2 separate regions of the Ovis aries genome follow, and region 1 is linked to region 2. A link is a contact called in public Hi-C data. All regions are on one chromosome and are shown on one strand. Each heading gives the region's core, a stretch centred on a gene start, on an enhancer-like site or on the middle of the called end of the contact. The rest is flanking DNA. Distances are from core to core; before and after follow the strand shown.

Evidence for each region. Hi-C and Micro-C count contacts between places; a contact is called where the count stands out from the background.
Region 1: a Hi-C map of muscle shows a contact between it and region 2, with 2.5 times the contacts expected there. The contact joins the enhancer-like site here to the promoter of VPS39 in region 2. A contact is called at or near these places in 7 of 16 Hi-C or Micro-C datasets (blood, liver, muscle and 3 more).

The regions. Positions count from the first base shown.
Region 1 is chr7:35,964,502-35,971,312 of ARS-UI_Ramb_v3.0, forward strand. It overlaps CAPN3 (calpain 3), which reads left to right. Exons shown (of 24, transcript NM_001009212.1): 2 at 463-532; 3 at 2,267-2,385; 4 at 3,837-3,970; 5 at 4,663-4,831; 6 at 6,092-6,238. Among named protein-coding and RNA genes, the nearest start is that of CAPN3, 30 kb to the left of the region's middle. Within about 2 kb of position 2,635, at least 5 of the 54 cell types and tissues checked have an H3K27ac peak or open chromatin away from gene starts, as enhancers often do. A contact at or near this core is called in liver and muscle, where this site is marked.
Region 2 is chr7:35,811,958-35,818,407 of ARS-UI_Ramb_v3.0, forward strand. It overlaps VPS39 (VPS39 subunit of HOPS complex), which reads right to left and starts at 1,745. Exons shown (of 22, transcript XM_060419118.1): 1 at 1,525-1,745. The coding sequence starts at 1,597. It overlaps TMEM87A (transmembrane protein 87A), which reads right to left. Exons shown (of 20, transcript XM_060419132.1): 20 at 3,445-4,702. The coding sequence ends at 4,661.

The DNA.
Region 1 (6,811 bases), core at 1,385-3,884, 150 kb after region 2:
GACACATGCTGATACTAAATATCTATGTTACCACATCTTGGGGAAAAAGATCCTTACTTTCCCTCCTGCACCTCTTTTCCTGGCTTAGAAAACAAACAAACAAGAGCTGTGTTTTGTACTGTCCCTTGGTCAAAGCTGAGACAATAGTGACACTGTCCTAACTCTCAAGGTGCTCCCTTACTCAGACAGTATATCACTGTGAGGGATCAATGTGGGACAGTGAGAAAAGGAGCCACGCACCTGGCTTCTCCTGCCTGCTAGCTGTGTGTCCTTGGGCAAATTCTTAACCTCTCTGAGTCTTGGTGTTCTCATCCGAAAAATAAGAATGATAGTATCCAGTTCATGGGCGTTTCTGAGGTTTAAGTGAGTGGTGTGTGTAAAACTCCTGATATGGGATGCCAGTACTGCATATGAACCTCAGTAAATAATAGCTACTATTATTATTTCCTTTTTGCTTCACAGGAAATTTGTGAGAATCCCCGATTTATCATTGGTGGAGCCAATAGAACTGACATCTGCCAAGGAGATCTAGGTAGGAAAGTTCCTCTGGTCCTATTTAGCCAAACAATCAAGGTGTGACTAAGAGGTATGATCCTTTTATAGTAAGTAAAGGGACAGTAATCTGGTTTTGCTTGTAATGAATTTGGGGGAGGTAGTTTTGATAACATTATTTAAACTCATTCAGCTCTGTGTTGGTGATTACTTCATTTAATTTCTGTCCCTCCTACCTTTCTCACCAGCTCTTTACGTTGTGTCACAACAGGAGGTCGCCTCCTCTCCAGAGTCTCCAGGACACTCACACACCCCACTCAGCAAGACAAAAGCCCTGTTTCTAGCAGGACCCACCTTCCTTAAAGGGCTTCCCTGGTGACTCAGTGGTTAAGAATTAGCCTGCTAGTGCAGGAGACAGGAGTTTGATCCCTGGGTCAGAAAGACTCCCTGGAGAAGGAAATCCCTTCTCCAGGAGTCCCCACAGTGGAGCAGTGGGGTCCCCACTCCAGTGTCCAGGCTCCAGAGGAGCCTGGCAGGCTAAGTCCATGGAGTCACGAGGAGTCAGACATGACTTAGAGACTAAACAACAACAACCCTTCTTAGAAAGCAGCTCTGAAATTGTGTGCCATGCATGTCCCTTGGGCATGCAGAATCGATATGCTCACAAAAAGTGCTTTCATAACTCGAACTCTTGTTTAAACTGCCCCAGAATAGCTCCGTTTTAAACAAGCTTTTCAACAAAGGCAACGCCTGCCATGTGGATGAGCATCCAATTTTGTCTGGTTAATTAGCTTGGCTGCTTCCTTTATCTCAGCCTCTTATTTGGAAGGTATTGTCTTTAGTGTGAACTGCAGAAAAGTGCTGTGAAGTAACGTTGGAGGAAACAAATATCAACAGACACAATTTAGAACTTGAGGGAAAAGGGGCACTCAAGGCCAAACTGCTCAAGGCCAGATGAAAGGAATTTAGCTAATTTGGTCCTGGAAGGAGAGGCTGAAGAGGGTTTGAATATCTGACTTCCTGCACTTGAAGGAAGGCTGCCTGCAGAGCCCTGCCCAGCTAATAACCTGGGCCTTCCAACCGACATGCTGTTTCAGAAAGGCTGGCTGCTTGGGAGGTGGGAAGTGGGGAGGGTGGTAGTGGTGGTGGGAGGAGGCCTGTGGAGGCTCTCAGCCTCCCCTCTGCAGACTCAGAAATGCCTTGACATCCCACACAGCACAACAAAGGCCTTGCATAATCTAGCCTGTGTTCTGTTAGTGTTCCTGGCCTGCCACTTGGGCATTCACACACACACATGCACACACTAACAGGGCAAAGTGCCACCTCCAAATACTAACCAGCTTTCCTTACAGTACTAATGGGCTGGTCTGATGGCTCTCAGATGCTCAGATCCTGCAGTCACATTGCAAAGGTGCAGGGCAGGCAGCTTCCTTACAGGTGTTAGAAAGAATGACCCAATTATGACCCCCACTGCTCAGTTTCCACTGAGGTCCAGATAGAGGTCTGAGCTTATACTGCAGCCAGAGGAATTGCCTATAGCCTTCAGGAAAGCAGTCACGAGGGAGTAAGTTACCCTGTTGATGGCATAGTCCAGGGACTGCGGTCACACTCCTTTCCTTGGCTGATACCTCCGTAAGGTCAGATCTGGAAGCAGGACAGTGAGAGTCAAGTGTACGCCCTTCTCCAGAAAGCAGAGCAGCTGATGGGGATGGGGTCTCCTTCTTCCCTGGAGGTGTGGGCCCTCCTGTGACCTGTGCCACGTGTTTGCCTGCAGGGGACTGCTGGTTTCTTGCAGCCATCGCTTGCCTGACCTTGAACGAGCGTCTGCTTTTCCGGGTCATACCCCATGATCAGAGTTTCACCGAAAACTACGCGGGGATTTTTCACTTCCAGGTGAGGTCAAGGGACTGTAGTTAAGAGGGCCAGTGGGCCGTCCACCTACCAAGTATCCTGGGCTTGACTTCCCAGTGGCTCCAGGAAAGATTCCCACCCACCCAGCCAGCTATGGCTGTGGGCAGTGACCCCCTTCAGGCCTCAAGCCTGTGAGGAAGTAGTTGTTTATTTCTTCCTACCCTCAACCCCCTACACCTTCCGTTAGGCCCCAGAAATGTTAGAGGATATCCTGTTTGCTGGCCTGTTGGTCTATTTTTACCCTTCCAGCTGTCAGGCTTCTGTGTGATAACCAGAAGCCCTTCTCAAGTAAATCCCTAAGACACTGGCACTAGGAATCCAGAGGGCCCTTGAGGCTGCAAAAGAAATGCCCACACAAGTCTATACCCACACTATCATTCACCCATTCCGGGCTCTGGAAGAAAAGTCTGGTTAATCTGGGGACCAGGCTTCTGGCTTGGCCCAGCAATGAGTCTTTTGGTTTCAGAATAAGTTCAGACACTGGAAACTTTCTGGATCCAAATTGTCCTAGCAAAGAGCCAAACCTCATGCTGACCCAGAACTGAAATGAGCTTCTTATGTGGGCACTTGTATCTATGGGTGTTCTGAGGCTTCTGAACAGCCCTGAAGGCTCCCAATGTCCTGGACTGACCCAGATCATCAGTTGATCTTGTATCCCAGGATGGAAGGCCTCAGAAAGGGTCTTCTCTGCAGGTTTAGGATCAGACTCCTGCTGCTATCCCAATGTGGACAGGGCCGCGGGGTCCCAAGTCTTGTTTTTTCCCTATGCCATCAAGCTGCTCACTCCCCTTGGGTATTTAAAAGGTCTGAAACCAAAAGGATCAGAAACACAAAGACCACACAGATTTTTGCCTTCTTGTTCATAGGAGAGTAAATGTCATTAGAAGGAAATTAAACTACTTTTGGCTTTCTTGGGTTAAAACCAATTTGTTCAAGAAAGAACATCATCTAGAATTGGGATTACTGGACAGTGTTCCTGGTTTAACCAGAGTATATTCTGGGTCACCTTCCATTTCCATGTCAATCCTTCTTCTTCAACAACAATTCCTACCTTATTTGTCATCAAGAAGTACATAAATTATACGTCACCTTCTCCTAGACCAGGGCTTCTCAGCCCTGACTGCATATGAGGATCAGCTGAGATAACTAAAAGTACTGATACCTAGGCTGTCCCCAGACCTACAGAGCAGAAGGAAAATCTCAAGCCCTCAGATACACATGGAGTACCTACCATCCCCTGTACTGAGCTGGACTGTGTGGAAGAAGCATAATGGTTTGTAACATACTTCCTGCCCTCAAAGAGGTCACAGTCTGCTTAAAGAAAGATTCACCCTCTCTAAACCCAGAATAGTGTGAACAAGAGGAATGTGGGGTAGGGACGCATTTCCTGCTGGTAATCTGAGGATGGCACTGTGCTTGATGCTTCTGTGCAGTTCTGGCGCTATGGAGACTGGGTGGACGTGGTTATTGATGACTGCCTGCCAACTTACAACAATCAACTGGTTTTCACCAAATCCAACCATCGCAATGAGTTCTGGAGTGCTCTGCTGGAGAAGGCTTATGCTAAGTAAGACGGGGATAGGAAATCTCTAGTTTCCATAGTGAGCTCTTTAATCCTCCCTTCTTGGTGGCACTACAGATCCTGGATCCCAGTATTATTTCTCTGGAACTCAAATCCCAGAGCCTTGGTTGGCTCAAACTCATGAGCTCACTATATATACATATTTGTATGTATATATATATATAACTTTTTATTCTGTATTGGGGTATAGCTGATTAACAGTGTTGTGATAGTTTCAGGTGAACAGTGAAGGGACTCAGCCATATGTATACATGCATCCATTCCCCCCAAACTCCCCTCCCATCCAGGCCGCTGCATAACACTGGAGCTCAGAATATATGAATAAAAGCCATGTTGCCTCTCAGAAGTTCCACTCCAGCTACTAATGGCTTTAATGGAGCCCTACTTCAGATTTCGAGTATAGTGGAAAGAGAACTATCAGGAAGTGGGAATAGCAGGTTCCAGTCCCAGTGTTTCTCCTCTCTGTGGCCTCAGCTGGTCACACAGCCTCTGGGGCTCCGTCTCTCCATTGTGAAGAAAGGGAATCATAGTATCTGTTCAAAAGCTTACAGAGTTGTTGGAGAATTTGGATAAGGCAGCATCACAGGACCCAAGAGTAAAGTCCTGGAGCCAGGGGTACTGGGGTCATGTTTCCTGGAACCCTGTGACCCCAGACTAGTCTTCATCCTATCTCTCAGGCTCCATGGTTCGTATGAAGCCCTGAAAGGCGGGAACACTACAGAGGCCATGGAGGACTTCACGGGAGGAGTGACAGAGTTTTTTGAAATCAAGGATGCTCCCAGAGACATGTACAAGATCATGAAGAAAGCCATCGAGAGGGGTTCCCTCATGGGCTGCTCCATTGATGTAAGTCTGGGGTGTGGGGTGCAGGACAGGGTGCTGCCAGCTACTGGGAAGACTTACCCAGTGAACAGCAGCACAGGGCTTTCCTCTGGGATGGGGTGAACTTTCTGTTTTAGGAAGCAGAAAAGTAGCTCTCAACTTTGAAAACTGGGAATTTCTCAAGGGAGAAGTTTCTGGAGGTTTTCAATAAAGATCCTAGAATTTAGGTGGAAATAGGCCTCCAGGGTTTCTCTTACCTTAAGATGGTAGGTGTTGCAGGAGGGCAGACACACTGAAACCATAATCACAGAAAACTAGTCAATCTAATCACACTAGGACTACAGCCTTGTCTAACTCAATGAAACTAAGCCATGCCCTGTGGGGCCATCCAAGACGGGCGGGCATGGTGGAGAGGTCTGACACAATGTGGTCCACTGGAGAAGGGAATGGCAAACCACTTCAGTATTCTTGCCTTGAGAACCCCGTGAACTATATGAAAAGACAAAATGATAGGATACTGAAAGAGGAACTCCCCAGGTCAGTAGGTGCCCAATATGCTACTGGAGCACTGACTCGATGGACGTGAGTCTGAGTGAACTCTAGGAGTTGGTGATGGACAGGGAGGCCTGGTGTGCTGCGATTCATGGGGTTGCAAAGAGTCAGACATGACTGAGCGACTGAACTGAACTGAACTGAACTGAACCGGCCTCCAGGGCTGGTGTTTCTCAGTTCCAGCATGCCCCTAGTAAGCTGGCCACACACTGGGCTATGGACCTGAACCTACCAGTTCCCTAAGAAAGCCTCCCAGTCACTGAACTTTGATCATATCTCGCACGTGGGACACAGGCTTTGTGTTGTAATCTGGGAGAAGCTCAGCCTGCAGTCCACCTCTCAACAAAGTGGTATGAACTGAGACCAGAGCCAAGGGTAAGGGGATGGCAGACTGGCCAGGAGATGCACCTTCCCTGGGGGTTAGTCAGTGTATTCTAACAGTCTTGGTTATCTCTCTTTGTGAGGAAGGGGCCCAAGCTGAATTCCTGTTCCCTCCTCTCCTAGTACACCCAGTAGATGGGAAAGCTTGGGAAGATGAAGCACCCATGGACAAACGTTTTCTTTCTGCATCACTGTTCTCCATCTTTTCTCCATTCATGCTCTACTTATCTCTCCTCTGTTTCTTTGTCTATCCCCTCCCTTCTTTCTCTCTCCTTCCCTTTCTATCACCCTCCTTTGTTTACTCTCTCTCCCTCTCCTGGACTGTCCCCTGCCCTCCCTGTTGGGCCTCAGGATGGCACAAACATGACCTATGGAACCTCTCCTTCTGGGCTGAAAATGGGGGAGTTGATTGAACGGATGGTGAGGAATATGGATAACTCGCGGCTCAGGGACTCAGACCTCATCCCTGAGGGATGCTCAGATGACAGACCAACTCGGGTGTGTACTCCTCCCACCTGTATGGCCCGGTGTGTTGTGTGGTGTCAGACCTTCCTCAGCAGCCGGCACCGCCCACGTGGGCTCCTCCTGGGGCCTTCCAGGGGTCTGGGTTGGAATCTCTTGCTTGCTCCAAGGCTCCTGAGGAATGGAGGGGGGAGACAGCTTTTGGAGGGAATCTCTGGTGGGGGAGGGGATGGGGTTCCTTCATACTCCATGGTCAAGGCAGTTTCTCTGATATTGAATTAACAGGCATAAATATTTATGAGAGAGATTTCATTTATTTGTAAAGTATTTCTCTCCTTCTAGTTCATTCATTTATGTATTTGACACTTATTTACTGAGCTCCTACTAGGCTCTCTTCTAACAAAGAAAATTCTCTCCCATTTGTTTAGAATTCTAAGGAACGAGCAGTCTCCACACACTCCCGCTACCCCCTGCCCAGAGCTTATATTCTAGTAGTTTTGGAAGTAATACATACTATACAGTAAATCAGAGGAAAAATGAACCTATTTTTTCCCTATCTGAGGATAATAACATTTGGCATATGTCCTACTAGGATTTTTCTGTGCATAC
Region 2 (6,450 bases), core at 495-2,994:
ACTGTGTGTCCCAGGAGCACAGGCACTGTTTCTTACTCATCTTTGGGTTCCTGTTTCTAGCAGAGACTGGCCCATGCAGCCACTTAATACACACTTGACAAAGAAACAGGGGAGTGATCCCCTTTGTGCTGAGTGTCAGGTCTTTCATTTTTTCAATTTCTTTTTTTTTTTTTCTCCTCTATTTATTTTAAATTTTTACTGAGAGCATTTAATGACAGAAAAGTGGGAGTTTTCTTGAGATACCTGGAGGAAGTAGGATTCTCTCCTTAACCCTAGGACAGACTGCTGTGGAGGTGTGACTTTAAAAAGTCCCAGAGCTAAACAACCACACTGTTACTCTATAGCACAGGGGCCTATATTCAGTATCTTGTGACAACTACAATGGAAAAGAAGATGAAAAATAATGTATAATATATGTAAAACTGAATCATTTGCTATACAGCGGGAATTAACATAACAGTGTAAATCAACCATATTTCAACTAAATAAAACTTAAAAAAGAGGTCCTTGGCAGCTGGGGGAGGGTGGGGGGTGCACACATTAGAGAGATATGTAGTGAAGGCACCTTACTGAAAAGGATGTGAAGAACTCTGACTGAGTGGCACTGTCCACGACAATGAACAGAATGCCAGCCACCACCAAGACTCCACCAGGCCCATCATGATACTCAGCTCAGTATAAGATCTGATTAAGGTTCTGAGCCACCTTGATTTCTACGACCTGGACATTAACAGGAAAGACTGAAAGTACTTCTGTTTGGTCTTTGGTTATCAGACACACAAACACTCGTGGATAGGAGCATAATGTTCACAGGAGTCAAGGTTTATTTCAGAAATCATTTGTATTCTAGAACAGAGACACCTGATCTTGCTTTCTGTACTGGACAATCCCAAGTGGATCATGCAATGTTTTATGGGTTAGGTTTCCTGAAAGCCTGAAATGACCCTCTTCTACTTATAGGAGTTAGGTAACTTGGGCATTTTGACTATGAGACAATCAACCACTTGGCTAGATTAAAAGTGGAGAGTAACAAGTTAGCTACAGTAATTAGAAGTAAGTGATGAGTGACGATTAAGGGGGAAAAGACATAGCTGCTAACTTGTTCAATGCATAACAAGCAAACAAAAAGCAAAACAGTGTTGTCTTTCACCTGGAAAACAACACAGTCTGGACATGTTCAAGCCCCTAGCCGTCTGAGAACTTCTGTGGAACTTTGTTACCCAAACTAAAGACTTATTGGGAACAGAAATGAGCCAAAACAGAGTAGTTAATAAGGAAAGTTCCACCCCCAACTCCCTACCGAGAGCAAGGGCAGGTGAACATCCCTAAAATGCCTGTATCCCCGGAAATCGCCCAAACAGCTCCACCGCCCTCGCTGTCAACAGAGCTCTGGCTCCCCTCATCCTAGGCCCCTCTTGGAGGACGCCCGACCAGAGTCCACACAGCCAGAGGCCGGCCACTTTCCTAGCCTCGTGAAAGGTCTCAGCCGCTCCCGCGCTGACCCCACCTGGCCCCTCGTCTCACCCCAGGCAGCCAGACAGTCGATCTGCAGAGGCAGCTTTTCTAGGATCGGCACTGGCTCGAAGGCGTCGTGCATGACGGCAGGCGCAGTCGCCGCCACAGCCTCAACCGGATTGTGCCGGGTCGGGTGTGGGGCCGGAATCAGGACCAGGGAAGAGTGGGGACCTCGGCTACTGGCCCTTGGGCAATAGAGCCATCAACAACACCGGACTTCCTGCAGAGTTAAGCCCGCCCCTTCCGCAGCTGAAGTTCCGCCCCTTCCGCCCCGGTTCCTAGCGCAATCTCCAGGGGTGATCTGGTACCTGGGTTCGCGTTTTTCGCTGAACCATCGTGGAGCCCGAGTGATCATGGGTTTAACAAGTGGAAAAGGGATCTTAATCTTTGAACTGTTTTGGGCATCAGAGCATGAAGAATTCAGGCTTTGGCGTTAGACTTGGGATGGAGACCTGTCATTTAGGAAATGAGCTCAGGAGCTGTGGCGTTTAAGAAACAATCTCTAGAAGCCTTAGTTCTGTATCTGCAAAGTGATGGTAGTGTTGTGTACCTAACCTTGTGAGCTGTTTGCAACAGCTGACATCCTAAGCACTCAATCAGTGGTAGTTTTAGTATTACCATTATAAACCCAACTAATTCGCAGTAACTTTCCCTTTTATTTTAGGGGCTTATCGAGGCCAGGGCTTCTCCAAGTATCGTCCCTAGGTCAGCATCACCTGGGAACTTGTTAGAAAGGCAGTCCCAGACTTCATCCAGCCCTACTGATTCAAACACTGAAGGCGGGGAGGGGTGGGTGGTGGTCCAATTGTGTTTTACTAAGCCCCCAAGGTGAGTCCATGAACTTTTATTTAAAGTTTAACGAATGCAAGAATGATCTGTATCTGGCAGTTTACCTCCAAGAAAACAGCTAGTATACCATGAAGTGAAGCATTTGGTTTAAAGCAAAATGTAAAAGAAAAAAGGAGCGAGTCTGTGATATAACCATATTAAAAAAACAAAAACAAAAAACCTACAGCCCTGGTCACTTTTAGTTTCTTCATCTGTAAATGAGGAATGCTGTCCCATCTTTATCAAATACTGTTTCTGATAATCAAATGAAGTATTTTCAAGTAGTAAGAAACACAAAAATTGCTGAAGAAATCTTGGGGCTAATTTTCCCCATAGAAACTGAACACCTTGAAAATTTAGAATTACCAGCTCTTCTGCTAGGCCTGCTACCTTGTAGTTCCAGTTCAAGACCAAAATAAACAATGTAGACTCTTAAGTTGGTTACAGGTCAATGTGATAATATAAATTCCTTCTGAACCTAGTCTAAGAACTGCTACATTACAGCCAATCACACTAACACATCCTGAGAAAACAGAATTAACAGGCTATAGAATTTGTGCTATACACCCCCGCTTGTAACAGTAGGTTTCTGGTAATTTCCAGGCAGTCTGGTGCTTAGGACTTGGCACTTTCACTGTTGGTGGGGGAACTAAGGTCCTGCAAACCATGTGGTGTTTCAAAAAAAAAAATAGGGGTTTTTGCCTACTTTCAAATTAATATCTAACCAGTCTCAAAAACATGACCAATTATCCTGCTGCATTATGACCACTATTCACTTGCTGAGTTTTGGTGTGGAAGAACAGAAGCACACAAAGTTAACACCAGCCCTTTGCAAATGGGTTAACCTGAGAATAGGCAGTTCGTATTGTTTCTTAAGAAATACTATCTAGGTGATTTTTGTTGTTGTCGTTGTTAATCACCATACCAAACAGCTAGAGAAATGTTATATAAATACTTTAGTGAAGACTGTAGTCATGTGGTCACTGATTTTAACAGAAAATAAGACAATACAGAATAAAATCCATGGAAGGAAAAGTCAATGAGAGTGTGGAGAAAGGGTCTTCAGAGAAAGTCTTGGAAAAAAAGTGACAAAAACATGAATTTTGTTAAAACTTTTTAATATTAAAAAGTGGCATGAACTTTCTATGTAGAACAAAAATCTTGGGAAGGCAAAATTGGACAAACTCATTCGAACAAATAATAGTGCTTCAAATGAATCCCATCACCTTGTGATGTTTCTTATAAACCATCCCTAAGCCAACACCAGATACAAGTACAATCCTAAAAAATGAGCAGCAGTCCAGGGCCTCCACATTATTTCATGCAGAAAAAACTGTTTACCAAAGAAGGACCTGTTTCCTTTATATTAGCTCCTGCTTCTGAAGCATTATAATCCCTTTAGCAGGGTGCTCACTCACATGCACTTATGATGGAGTGCCTTTCTGTATCTATGCAACACCCAGTGAAAGGCATGGAGGCAAACAAAGCACTGCCCAGGACTCCACACTGCTGCCCTTGAAGGCTTACAAAACAGTAGTTAAAAGTTCTGGAGTGTGCACCACATTGCCAGCAATGGGATGTGTCACCATAGCAGATGTCAAAAGAGTTAGGCTAATATTTCTCTCTAAAGTACATCTGAAATAGAAAAATCTTTAATATACACCATTTGTAAACAAAATTGCACTTGATTTTGCTTCTTCAAATGATCTAAAATCACACTGTAACAGTCTCTCTCTCCCTCTGTTGTTTGTTGTTGCTCTTTTAATCACTGATAGAACTGTGGCTCCTTAATGCAGGACTTTTTTTTTTTTTCCTCTAAACTACCTCTGCAAGATTTAACCTTGTCTTCCCAGGAAATGCAACGATAATTAACAATTTCACCCATCACCTATGTAATTCCCTAAATAAATAAAAATTACAGGCAGTTGCTCCTGGATATTACATATTATGGCGTGATGTCACAGTTCTTCAGAGGATGTTAAATTTTTTAGTTTGACAGATTAAACAATTTAAACATTATAGAAGGTTTAGGAACAACATACACAAGTTGCATAAACATCCATGTCAGGGTGTGGGAGGGAAAGGGGCACCAATGCTGCAAATAAAAAACTTGTAGATTCTTTTCATCCTATGAACTTGTTTTCCAGAGAATGTTCTCCTTGTTCCAACACCTCTCGCCAGCTCCAATGCACAAAGATCAAGGAACAGATCAAGATGTCATTGCCTCCTTTAATCCCATGGAGCAGTGCAGTGACTAACATAGAAGCTGATCTCTTTCCAGGTCCTAGCCATCCTCAGTTGCAAATCTTCCCATTCTTTACTCCATTTTGGACCTTTCAAAGTGCGTGATCATTCGTTCCTAGGGAGGAAAAAGTTATTTTAGGTATATTAATTTTAAATGGTCTACATTCCAAATATCTTTTACAAAAATGATCACAGGTTTTCTTAAGTACTTGCTTATGTTCACTGGTTATTTACAGCAATGCTTCCTAAGCATCTATGAAGATTTTGAAACATACAGATGTCCAGGTCCAAAGATTAACTGAAGCAAAATCTCTAGGGTTCTGGACACCATAAATCAACAAGCCATAAATCAAAAGGAACTGTGTATTTTAGAGTCACTTAAGCTTTAACAAAAATGTGTACCTCCTGTGATTCAGGAATTTAACTTAATGAAAGAGTCAAGGATATGGGCAAAGATTTAGCTTCTACCATCTCTACTACTGTAACAATACTAGAAAGAATTGTGTCCAAAAATATAAGACTGTATAGACAAACTACGGTATATCCTGATTAAAATTACATTTGATGAAGAAGTTCTAGACACCTGTTGCACAACAATGCACATATAAATTAACACTTTGCACTTGAGAAAGGTTAGAATGGTAGATTTTATGTGTTTTCCATTATAATTTTTTTAAATCATGTAAAGAATTACATTTGATTATAAAACAGTATTTATAATATGCTGTTTCAATTGAAAAAATTAATGTAATACTATTAAATTTCACAGTAACTATACAGGAATTTTACTTTAGAATATTCTTCCTTTTCCCCAAACTCTGACAGAACTGTAAATCCCTTTGCAATATGATCAATTACATCAGAAAATCTATCCTTTTCACATTTTTTTCTTAGAAATACCCCTCCCTGAAGCTTTCTGTTCTCCTGTTCCATTCTGGACTAACTGCTCTCCAAACCTGTTGCTCAGCTGTCACTGAGAATTTCTTACATCATCATCCTAGGAATTTATCCCTGCCTCTGTGTCAGATCCTTGATTTCCTGGATCCAAAGTCTTTCTCTTCATAGCTCCCTCATATTCATATATTTTATGAATAAACATCTACATAGTAATTTTACTTTAGAATACTTTCTAATTTTATTTTAGAATATATTTCCTGAGAAAGCACACATAGGATGTCAATTATTTTATTTTTTGCATGACTGAAAACATCTTTTTTTACCCCCAGTTGATAATTGAGTATAGAATTCTAGTTTGAAAATAATTTTTCTCAGAATTCAAATACATTGTTCTATTATCCTCTAGCTTCCACTGTTGTTGAAGAGTCTGATGTTGTTGAAGAGTCAGACTCTTCAACTCTAGTCCTTTATCTGTTTCTCTTGTAATTCATTTAAGCTCTTGAACCATTTTTTCATACAGGAAAATATAGAACAGCACAGCTGGGTTTCACATCCTCGGCCCTCTCTCGTTGAAACATGGGTGTTGGAAAGAGGAAGCCAAAAGGGAAATCCTGAAGGCCAACACATTATAAGCAGAAGGTGGCGCCCAAGAGAAAGAACTGAGAAAACAGCACAAAAAGCCAAGTGTTCTGTAAGCAGGCTTGTCTGGTAGAGTTCTCAGTTAATTCAATGCATAGAACAGCTAAGGAATCTGACACTGTGCTGTACTACACAGCCAGTGAGTGGGAAGTAAGGAAACCATTTTTTTAACAGTCAATCCAATATAGTAAGTCACAACTGGGCAAAGGCTTTTAAAAGACTTTCTGAAATCAAGATAACCTAAACATTCAGAACATGTCTAGAAGAGGTTTCCATGAACTCAGACTGCAAGTCTTATATAAGACTTCATGAGAAACCTAGGTGAAG